2 separate regions of the Pan troglodytes genome follow, and region 2 is linked to region 1. Evidence: chromatin contacts called from public HiChIP or PLAC-seq data. All regions are on one chromosome and are shown on one strand. The core of a region is the stretch at or near the end of the contact, and the rest is flanking DNA. Distances in the headings are between cores, read along the strand shown.

What was found. HiChIP or PLAC-seq counts read pairs in DNA pulled down with a chosen protein or histone mark.
Region 2: a contact with region 1 is called in an H3K4me3 HiChIP or PLAC-seq map of stem cell-derived excitatory neurons, with 3 times the contacts expected there. The contact joins the promoter of KANSL1L here to the promoter of MAP2 in region 1. A contact is called at or near these places in 1 of 7 Hi-C or Micro-C datasets (stem cell-derived neural progenitor cells) and 1 of 1 datasets of contacts at active chromatin or transcription factors (stem cell-derived excitatory neurons).

What each region holds. Positions count from the first base shown.
Region 1 is chr13:111,662,317-111,666,564 of NHGRI_mPanTro3-v2.0_pri, reverse strand. It overlaps MAP2 (microtubule associated protein 2), which reads right to left and starts at 1,966. Exons shown (of 13, transcript XM_063790721.1): 1 at 1,699-1,966.
Region 2 is chr13:112,410,551-112,414,798 of NHGRI_mPanTro3-v2.0_pri, reverse strand. KANSL1L (KAT8 regulatory NSL complex subunit 1 like) reads left to right here and starts at 2,020. Exons shown (of 15, transcript XM_009444180.5): 1 at 2,020-2,128.

The sequences.
Region 1 (4,248 bases), core at 717-3,216:
TGCATGGGGCTGGGGCTTTTGGAACATCCATGATTTGCAAATTCACAAGGATTTCTACCAAAATACACCTATTGCCCGGTTAAAGGGCTGTTTTGTGTTATATTCTGATGGAAGGCTGTAATCTTTTCCCTGGGCATAAAATTAAAAGCATTCTAAAGGGCTTCTATTTATTCAATCTATTTGACTGCCAAAAAAAATCATAATTGTCCACAGTGAAATGACATAGTGAAAGAACTATGCTTTTGAACTGGGCTGGTACCTGCAGCTCATGCATGGGACATTTTGCATAATGTGGCTCACATAAAAGGCTTTGTTCTCCATCGCCTCACTGTGGCTGCAAACCTCAATTTCAGTTTGCAATCATTTCCTTTTCTAGACTGATCATTTTAAAATAAATTATATCTTTAACATTTAAATTAGTTCCTTACCAACAGTCATCAATCCCTTTGCCTCACACCCAAAATTATATACCACCCAACAATATTTTTTTGTTTTGCACTACAGATTTTATTCACAACATAATTTCCAAACCCTCAAATACAATTTTAAAAAATCAGTCTCTTAAGTACCTATTTCCTTTTGTAACATGTATATAGTGTATTATACATTTGTGTGCATACTTGTGTGTTTAGGCATTTAAACAAAAACCCTTTACACCGGACTCAATTTTAAAGGGTCTATGTCCTGGAAGCATTGTGCTAAGAGCTTACGACAGATGGCACACAGCAATTGTCACAAACGGGCTTGTTGCTAATGAAAGCTTTTTATTTTCTGACAAAAATCCTGAAGTCCGGATGCCAGGCAGAATAACATTAATTTCCAGTTTTCAAGGATTTTTTTTCTGACTCCATCCATACCCCTCCCCCTATACACACCCAAATATACAGCTCCCCACTCCTAGCCCCCCACACACTCTTTCTTGAAATTTCCATCCTTAAACAAAAGACGAGGTGGGGGAAGGAAGGCAGCCAGCACTGCAGTCCTCCTCTCCCCACCAAAAAAGCCTTTTAAAAAGAAAAGGAAGAAAAGAATAGATGCACTGTAGATTCAGAGGTCCACCCCCAACGTTTAAAAAGAAAAACGACTGTGTGGAAGCTCAACCAGACTCATTTCTTCGTGCCCCGCCCTCCAACACCACCAGGCATTTATTTTTCATTTTCCTACAATTATAAATATCAGTCCTCCTCTCCCAGCTGTTTCTGAAGGAATTACAGAGAAACATGATTTGAAATGGACAAGGCTTCCCTCACTCACTCACTTGCCAGTGTGCAGTTCTCTGCAGCTGGATGAACAAAAAAATCCCCTACCTCGATTTCCTATTTTCCACTATCTTTGTAGAATCCACTCCCCTTCTTTCCACAGTGCAGGTAATACTGGCTTTCGATACACGTATTCTAACCTGGCGTAAGTTTTCAGTTGTTTCAAAGTGGTACCTAACAAGGTCACTCGCTCTTCTACGAAGCCAGGGCTCAGGTACCAGTAGCGTCCGGCCCCCTGCTCCGCAGTGACACCTGGAGAGGACAGGCCCGAATCTTCCGCCAGGTGCACGGCTGGTCACTCGACCAACTACCAGACTGCCTGCTGCGAGTCCCAGAGGACGAGACACAACCCCTCCCCATTCCTCTCTCTTTCTACTCAGAGACCGAGGCAAAAGGAGAGGCGCCCTACATAGAGCCAGAGGTGGGGACGGTCTCTTACCTGGGCGCAGAAACTGGATGCACCCGCGGTCGCGACTGCCACCGCTCACGGACTTAGCGCCCTCCGGAGAAAAAGGAGAGGGGTAGAAGGGTTAGGGGAAGAAGGGGAGGGGGGGGAAAGAAGGAGAAGGAAGAGAAAGAAGCGGAAGGGAAGTAAAGGAAGAGAGGATGCTGCTGCTGCTGCTGCTGCTGCCCAGAGCCCGCGCAGCCCGAGCGCCCGCCCCAGACTGAGAGCGGCGCCCCCACCCGGCTCCCAGCGCAGCAGCTCCGCCTCGGCCCCTCCTCCCCGCCCCGCGCAGGTCCCGCCCCGCGCAGGTCCCGCCCGACTCCGCGAGCCCGTGGGCGGCCGCGGTGGGGCTGGCGCTGCCACCGCCGCAGTGTCCGGGAGGGGGAGCACGACCGCTCTGCCTTCTGCCGCAGCCGCCGGCCGCCAGGCGGGGACCGCGAGGTGGGAGCCTCGGAGAGCCCCGCCCAGCCGCTGGCGCGGGCCTTCTCCAGAGCCCTGGTCCCCTCCCGCAAGGCCAGTGCCCGGGCGGCGGGACAGGCGGGCCTTCCTCACTGGCGTCCTTGGAAAATCGGGGGCAGCAGCTTTAGTCTCTCGGGAGCAACCTCCGCAGACCCCCTGCTTCCCTCCCCTGTGTCGCTATGAGGCGGGGTTGCCAGTGGCACCTCACCAGGAAAGCTCACTGGCCTCGCCTCACAAACCCAACCACAGGTGCATCCAGAAAAGACAAAGGAATGTGGGGCGCTTGAGAACATAGAACAACTCTTGTCAGCACTAAAGGAGCAATGGCTGAGGGAGTAGAGAATTCTAGACCCAGCTCTGTCACGAATTAGATTCATTCATTTATTGAGTCAACGAATGTTTATTGACACCTACTATGTGTCAGGCACTCTTCTAAGCATTAGAAACATCAGTGACAGACCTTTCCCCCAACCCTAATAAAAAAGATCCCCTCCCTTTATAGTTATTACATTCTAGATAGCCAGACGTATGCTCTAGAGACAGTTCACTTAATCTAACTCTCAGTGTATTCATGTGTCATATGAGAACTAAAAATGACAGCCCAATTCTCTTATGCTTAAAAAGATAATGAATATGAAGGATCTTTGAAGAATGATACAAATACAATGAATTAGAAAGCACGGAAAGTGTTGACCTTGAAATATCACCCTTAAAAAAATTGCCTCTTAAATGCTTTTGAAAGTGAAATGACCACCTGAGAAAACAAATGATTCTTTACCATTCGTACTAAGGAGTATGAATCTTCATAATCAGAGAGCAGCATTTTATTGTAAGTAAGAAAAGTAAGATGCAACTTAGAATTACTGCGAGTGTCTATATCAAGTACTGACAAGGTGTTTTTAAGGTCAGCCAACATACTGAGGTGTGGCTTGTACAGTCTTCACAGTGCTGATGAAACAGCAGCCATAATGTGGTTCTGTCACTTAAATTAACCATAGAATCTTAGAACCTAGAACATTAGAGTTGATGTTTTAGGCAGCTGGTCTAATTTCCTCCATTTTCAGATGGAAAGAGACCCAATGGTGGGAGCCTGCAAGGATTAGAAACCATCACAGAGGAAGCTGTGAAGCCTGGCCTCCCCAGTCACACCCAGTGCTCTGTGTCCTGCCTCCCCCGCTCTGCTTCATACCATGTGCCAGTGACGCTTGCAGTGAGTTTGGAAGTATCAAGGCACACCCAGGAGCTGGGAGGTTGGAGGAGTTGATGCTCCTCCTCGGAAGATGGCCTGATTGAGAAGGAGGTCTTAGGAGACTAGGAAATCATAGACAGTATGTGGATGGGAGGAAGGAGTAGGCATACTACCAGAGTGTTAGCAGCTGACATTCATGACCAGGCATGCAGGTGCAGGTGCTCAATGAGAGTAATTTTCCAGGGCCAGGAGCGGTGGCTCACACCTGTAATCCCAGCAGCTCAGGAGGGAGTATCGCTTGAAGCCAGAAGTTTGAGGGTACAGTGAGTTATGATTACACCACTGCACTCCAGCCTGGGTGACAGAGTGAGACCCTGTCTCTAAAAAACAGCAATAAAAAGAGATTATTTCTCCGATAGTTTAAAGTACAGTGTTCCTCAGCATTTTTTGTTTTTGTTTGTTTGTTTGTTTTTTCCTCCACTTTAAGATTAGCTGAGGCAGCTAAACTCTAATGGCTTTTCTCTTTGGGGAACCTGGTCCTTATATGGGAGATTGCCTCCTCTCAACACACATCTTAGAGTTCTTTCAGAAAAATAGCATCCATATGTTGTAATTCAATAGAGAGAATTTAATATGGGGAACAAATTACAAAGGATTCAAATGACTAAAAAGCCAACTAGGGGATGATGAGGCAACACGATGATAGTTACTAGCAGGAAAGTACTACCACTCTCAGGCTGGGGAGTGCTAGAGAGGAGGCTTTACCAGGAATGAGGAGCACAAGCTACATTAAAGGAACTGAGACCACAGTGGAGATGCTTACTGGGAGACAGATAATGCTGGAGGGTCCTCCAAAAGCTGAGAGTGAAAAGAAATACCGTGGCCCTCCTTTAACC
Region 2 (4,248 bases), core at 771-3,270, 750 kb before region 1:
TCTCAAAAAAAAAAAAAAAAAAAAATTAATCTAGAGTATTGGAAACAGCCTACCTCCCACGGCTATGTGATGAACAAATTACATAATATATGTAGAAATGCTGTATGAATCACTATTTGTGTAGTTACAAAGCTTAATCCCTTTGTCATCCTCTATAAACTCCATGAGGACAGGGAATTTGTTTACTAGTATATCTTCATTAGCCATCACAAAACGTGTTCAATAAACATTTGGCAAATATATAAATATTTTGTTTGGTAGCAAAAAATTATTTCACAGGAGAAAACTACCATTAAATGATATGATGTCTCTACAGTTCCCTCAGGTTAAAATCTGAATTCCTGTCATTCAAGATTTACTCAATCTAGTTGACAATGTACTTTTCTGCCCCCCAAATATTCACACAACATCTCCTCAAACCACCCAAGGACACTATCTCCTGAACTATTGATGCCTTCCTCCTCTCTCTTAAGTCTTTTAAACGTCCAACTCAAATCCAGAATCTTCCTTTGATCTATCTTAACACATGCTTATTAGATGTCTCAAACTGCTAATTAAAAAAACAAAACTTTAAAAAATACTTTATTCATTTTTGCATTTCTGTCCCCAGGGACTAGGACAGTCCTTTGAATATGGTAAATATCCAATAAATACTTACTGATTTAATTATTTTTCACATCATTAGCTTACAATTTTTATTACAATGAAAGTAAATCAATTTCCTAAAATTCTTCCCTTGCCCCATATCGAGGTGCAATTATTCAGTAATTAAAAAATATATCTCCAATAAATGCAGCTGGTCATAAAAATTATTTCAGTAATATCACAATCTACTAGAAGAACCAGGAACAAGTAGCTAATTTTCCAATTCCAGTTATCTACGTTACGGATTACGCTTTGTTATGACTGCAATTCCCTGGATTTCTCCCCTCTTCCGCCCCCGGGATCTTATCCAATTGATAAGGTTAAAATAATGGCTATTATCCTTCTGGCTTCAAAAGCCTAGTGCTCTTCGTTCCTTAAATCATTTCATGTGTAAATTCGGTGCTTAGGAAAGACTGTGATACAACATCTAAGAAGCTACATTTAGAGTTCAGTTTTAAAAAAATCGAGTTCTTGGCTGGGGAAGTGCCCAGGTGCAGGTTTGTTTTGTGGTGAGCGGTTCGCGGGGCCAGGTGCAAGACGCTCAGAAGTGTTTTTGGGTGTCGCTGGCCAACTATCTCCACATAAACTCCGTTTGTTTATTTGACAGCGTTACTGCAGAGGGGAGTTAAGTCCAGCGCCACTCAAACCAGATTTGTAGAGACTTAAAACTGCTTTGTCTGGTTTTTTTTTTTTTTTTTTAATCATAAAACCACCCAGTTGGATCCAAGGCAAATTTGTCACCTACTTCAGGGCCCCTCTGAGGGTCAGAAAGAATTATGAGCGGATTTGAACGCACGGCCCAAATAAAAGCAAACGCACGGAGACTTGCGGACTTGACAATTGTGAGAAATCTCTTAAAACTCGCCTGTGGAGCGGTGGGCGAAAGCCGCGGACGCCAGCAGTAGTCGAGGCCCCGGCGCGGACGGCAGGGAATGAAGTCGCCTGACTTTTCCTCAGGGTTTTGTTTTTCTGTCACGGAGGTACAAAAATAGCAAAGCAGGGGTGGGAAGTCTCCTGGCCGTGTTTTTTTTTTTCCCCCTCGCCACGGATGGCACTGGGAAAGAGAAGGGAGGAAGCGGGAGCTGCACGGAACCCGTCCCGAGGGAGCCGAGATAAACCCTGCACCAGACTTAAGGGCATCGTGCTCCTGCCACTTCCAGAACACTCCGAGCCGCTTCTGCAGGCCCCGCCCCCTGCCGGGGTTTCCCCGCCACCCGCTTCATTTGCATGGCGCTGCCCCTCCCCCGTTGCCATTGGCTAGCGCCGGGCCCCGCCCACTGCTCCCAGACCGCGGCAGGGTTCCGTCCACCCGAGCCGCACGGAGCTGCGGGCAGCGGGCGGACTGTTAAACCGCGGCGGCGGCGGCGGCGGCCGGGGCGGGAGCGGGGCGCGCTCTGGAGACGAGTCAGCGGCGCCCCGGGTGGGGGAGGCGGGCGGGCAGCTAGAGATCACCTCAGCAGCCCCCACCACGGCCGGACCGAAGGTGCGGCGGCGGAGGGGAGCCAGGGCGCCCCAGCAGGCGAGTGGCCGGCGTCTCAGCGGCGGGATGACGGGGGTGGGTCTTCCCTCTTGGGGACGGCGGCAGCGCGGGGAGGGGAGAAGACTGCCGGGTGGACTTGCGGGTCAGGCGACCGACCGGCAGCCCCTTCGCCCCCCGAATCCTCTGGGCTGCTGGACTCTGGTCTCGGCACGGGATCGCGCTCTAGGGCGGGGGTCTGACCGCAGCCAAATTTAAACGGCTAAACCTAACAGCCTTGGCAGCTGGGGAGGGAAGGGGTCTAGGGAGGGGTGGGGGCGGACCTAGACGCCGGTCACGTGGGGGGTGGGGCTTGGCAGACCTCCCTTTTGTTTTGGCTGGCGCGTGCGCAGAAGGCAGAACACGTGGTTTCCTGGACCCGCCTCTTGCCTCATCGGCTGAGCCTCACCCATTGCGGGTGTGGTGACGGCTCTTTTGAGGCGGCTCTGAGGCGGAGCCCACTGGATTTGATGAGACCCCTATTTTATTTATTTCACACTTTCAGGAAAACGTAGATTTGGGCTTTAGAGTTAGATGGGATAGAGCAGAATCTAGGGGATTTTTGAGGGACAGTGCTTCCAAGTTTGTGTCACCGGTGTGCTGAGGAAGGGACCGGTCTTGCTGGAAAAAGTCAGATTGCGTGGTGTTTGGTAGCAAGAAATACCAGGCGGTATCCTGGCCGTTTCAGAAACCACAGGAAAGGAAAGAGGCTGGCTTTGCAGTCGGGAGGGCAGGCACTGGATGGACGTTCTTGTAATGTTTTCTTCTTACTCTGGGAGAGTCCGTTTTTGTTTGTTTTTTTGTTTGAACTGTGGTAAGCACATTCCGTTTTTGATTCCCCAAACTTCAGGACATTCATGTTCTGGCGAGGTTTAGGAGACAAACTTCCTTCGTCTTTAGCCAGTTTGCTTAACTTCATCTGAGTTTGGGTCAGTAATAATTTTAAAAATATTGCTGGATGGGGCAGGTTTGTTAGCCACAAAACCTAAGTGAAGTGAGCACTGCAGACAAAACTGGCAATTTCTGACTAGGAAAAAATGACTCTAAAAATAATTCAGTATTGAGAAAGAGGCTTAACAGTGAGTGGTCTCTGCCTTTCCCGTTCTTAATAACTAGCCATTTCTTTGGGTTAGTCACCTCTCTGATGTCAAACTTGTTTCGTTTTTGTAAAGTTTCATAATATGGTCTCTGTCTTAAGAGATTGTAAGAAAGAAGAAATGCCTTGTATTAGGAAAAGTGATTCCTAATCTCTACCAATTGCCAAGTAGTGTTATTTTTATAACAAAAGTGAATTTTTTAAAAGCCCACATGTTGGGGAAATATAAACAATGAATTAATCATGAAATAGAATATATTTGAGTATCTTTAAAATCTGTTGTAACCATTATCTTTGGTTCTCCCTCAGTTTCCACCTACTTAGATCAGTGTCAGCGTCTGCAACCATTTCCTCATGGTTTTAATCTACATGGATTATTCTCTCCCGCAAACTGTCTGGAGTAATTTTTTATGTGAAACTTCTTAATCCAGGCCAGTTCTCTCACATTGACTTTTAACATTTACATTTTAATTTTGTTTCATGATGCGCCTTTGCAAATAACAATCGATTATTTTGTTAAATCTTATTTATTATAAAGTAATTGGAAAATAGATGAGTGCAAATAAGAAAAATATAAATATTTTGTACTTTAAATATTTCTGTATGCATATATGTGTATTTTTCCTAAAACTGAGATCACATGGTATTTTCATTTAACTCAGACATTCGCATATCATTATTCTTTGACAAATATTTTTAATAGCTGCTTAACATTTCGCCATGTAACTATCATATTTTAAATTTTTTCTGTTGACACGTATGTGGGATGTTTCTGGTTTTGCTAGTGTATATTTCACTACAGACAATATCCTTTTACATAAACCTTTGAAATTTCCCCCCCTTAGATTTGTAGAAGAGGAATTACTGGGCCAAAGAGTCTGTTTTTGTTGTTTGCTTGTGTGTGTGTTTTTTAAGGCTCTTATGTCATCACCAAATTACAGAATGTTGTATTGATTTACAGTGATCTAGTGGTATGTGTGTGCCTCCCATT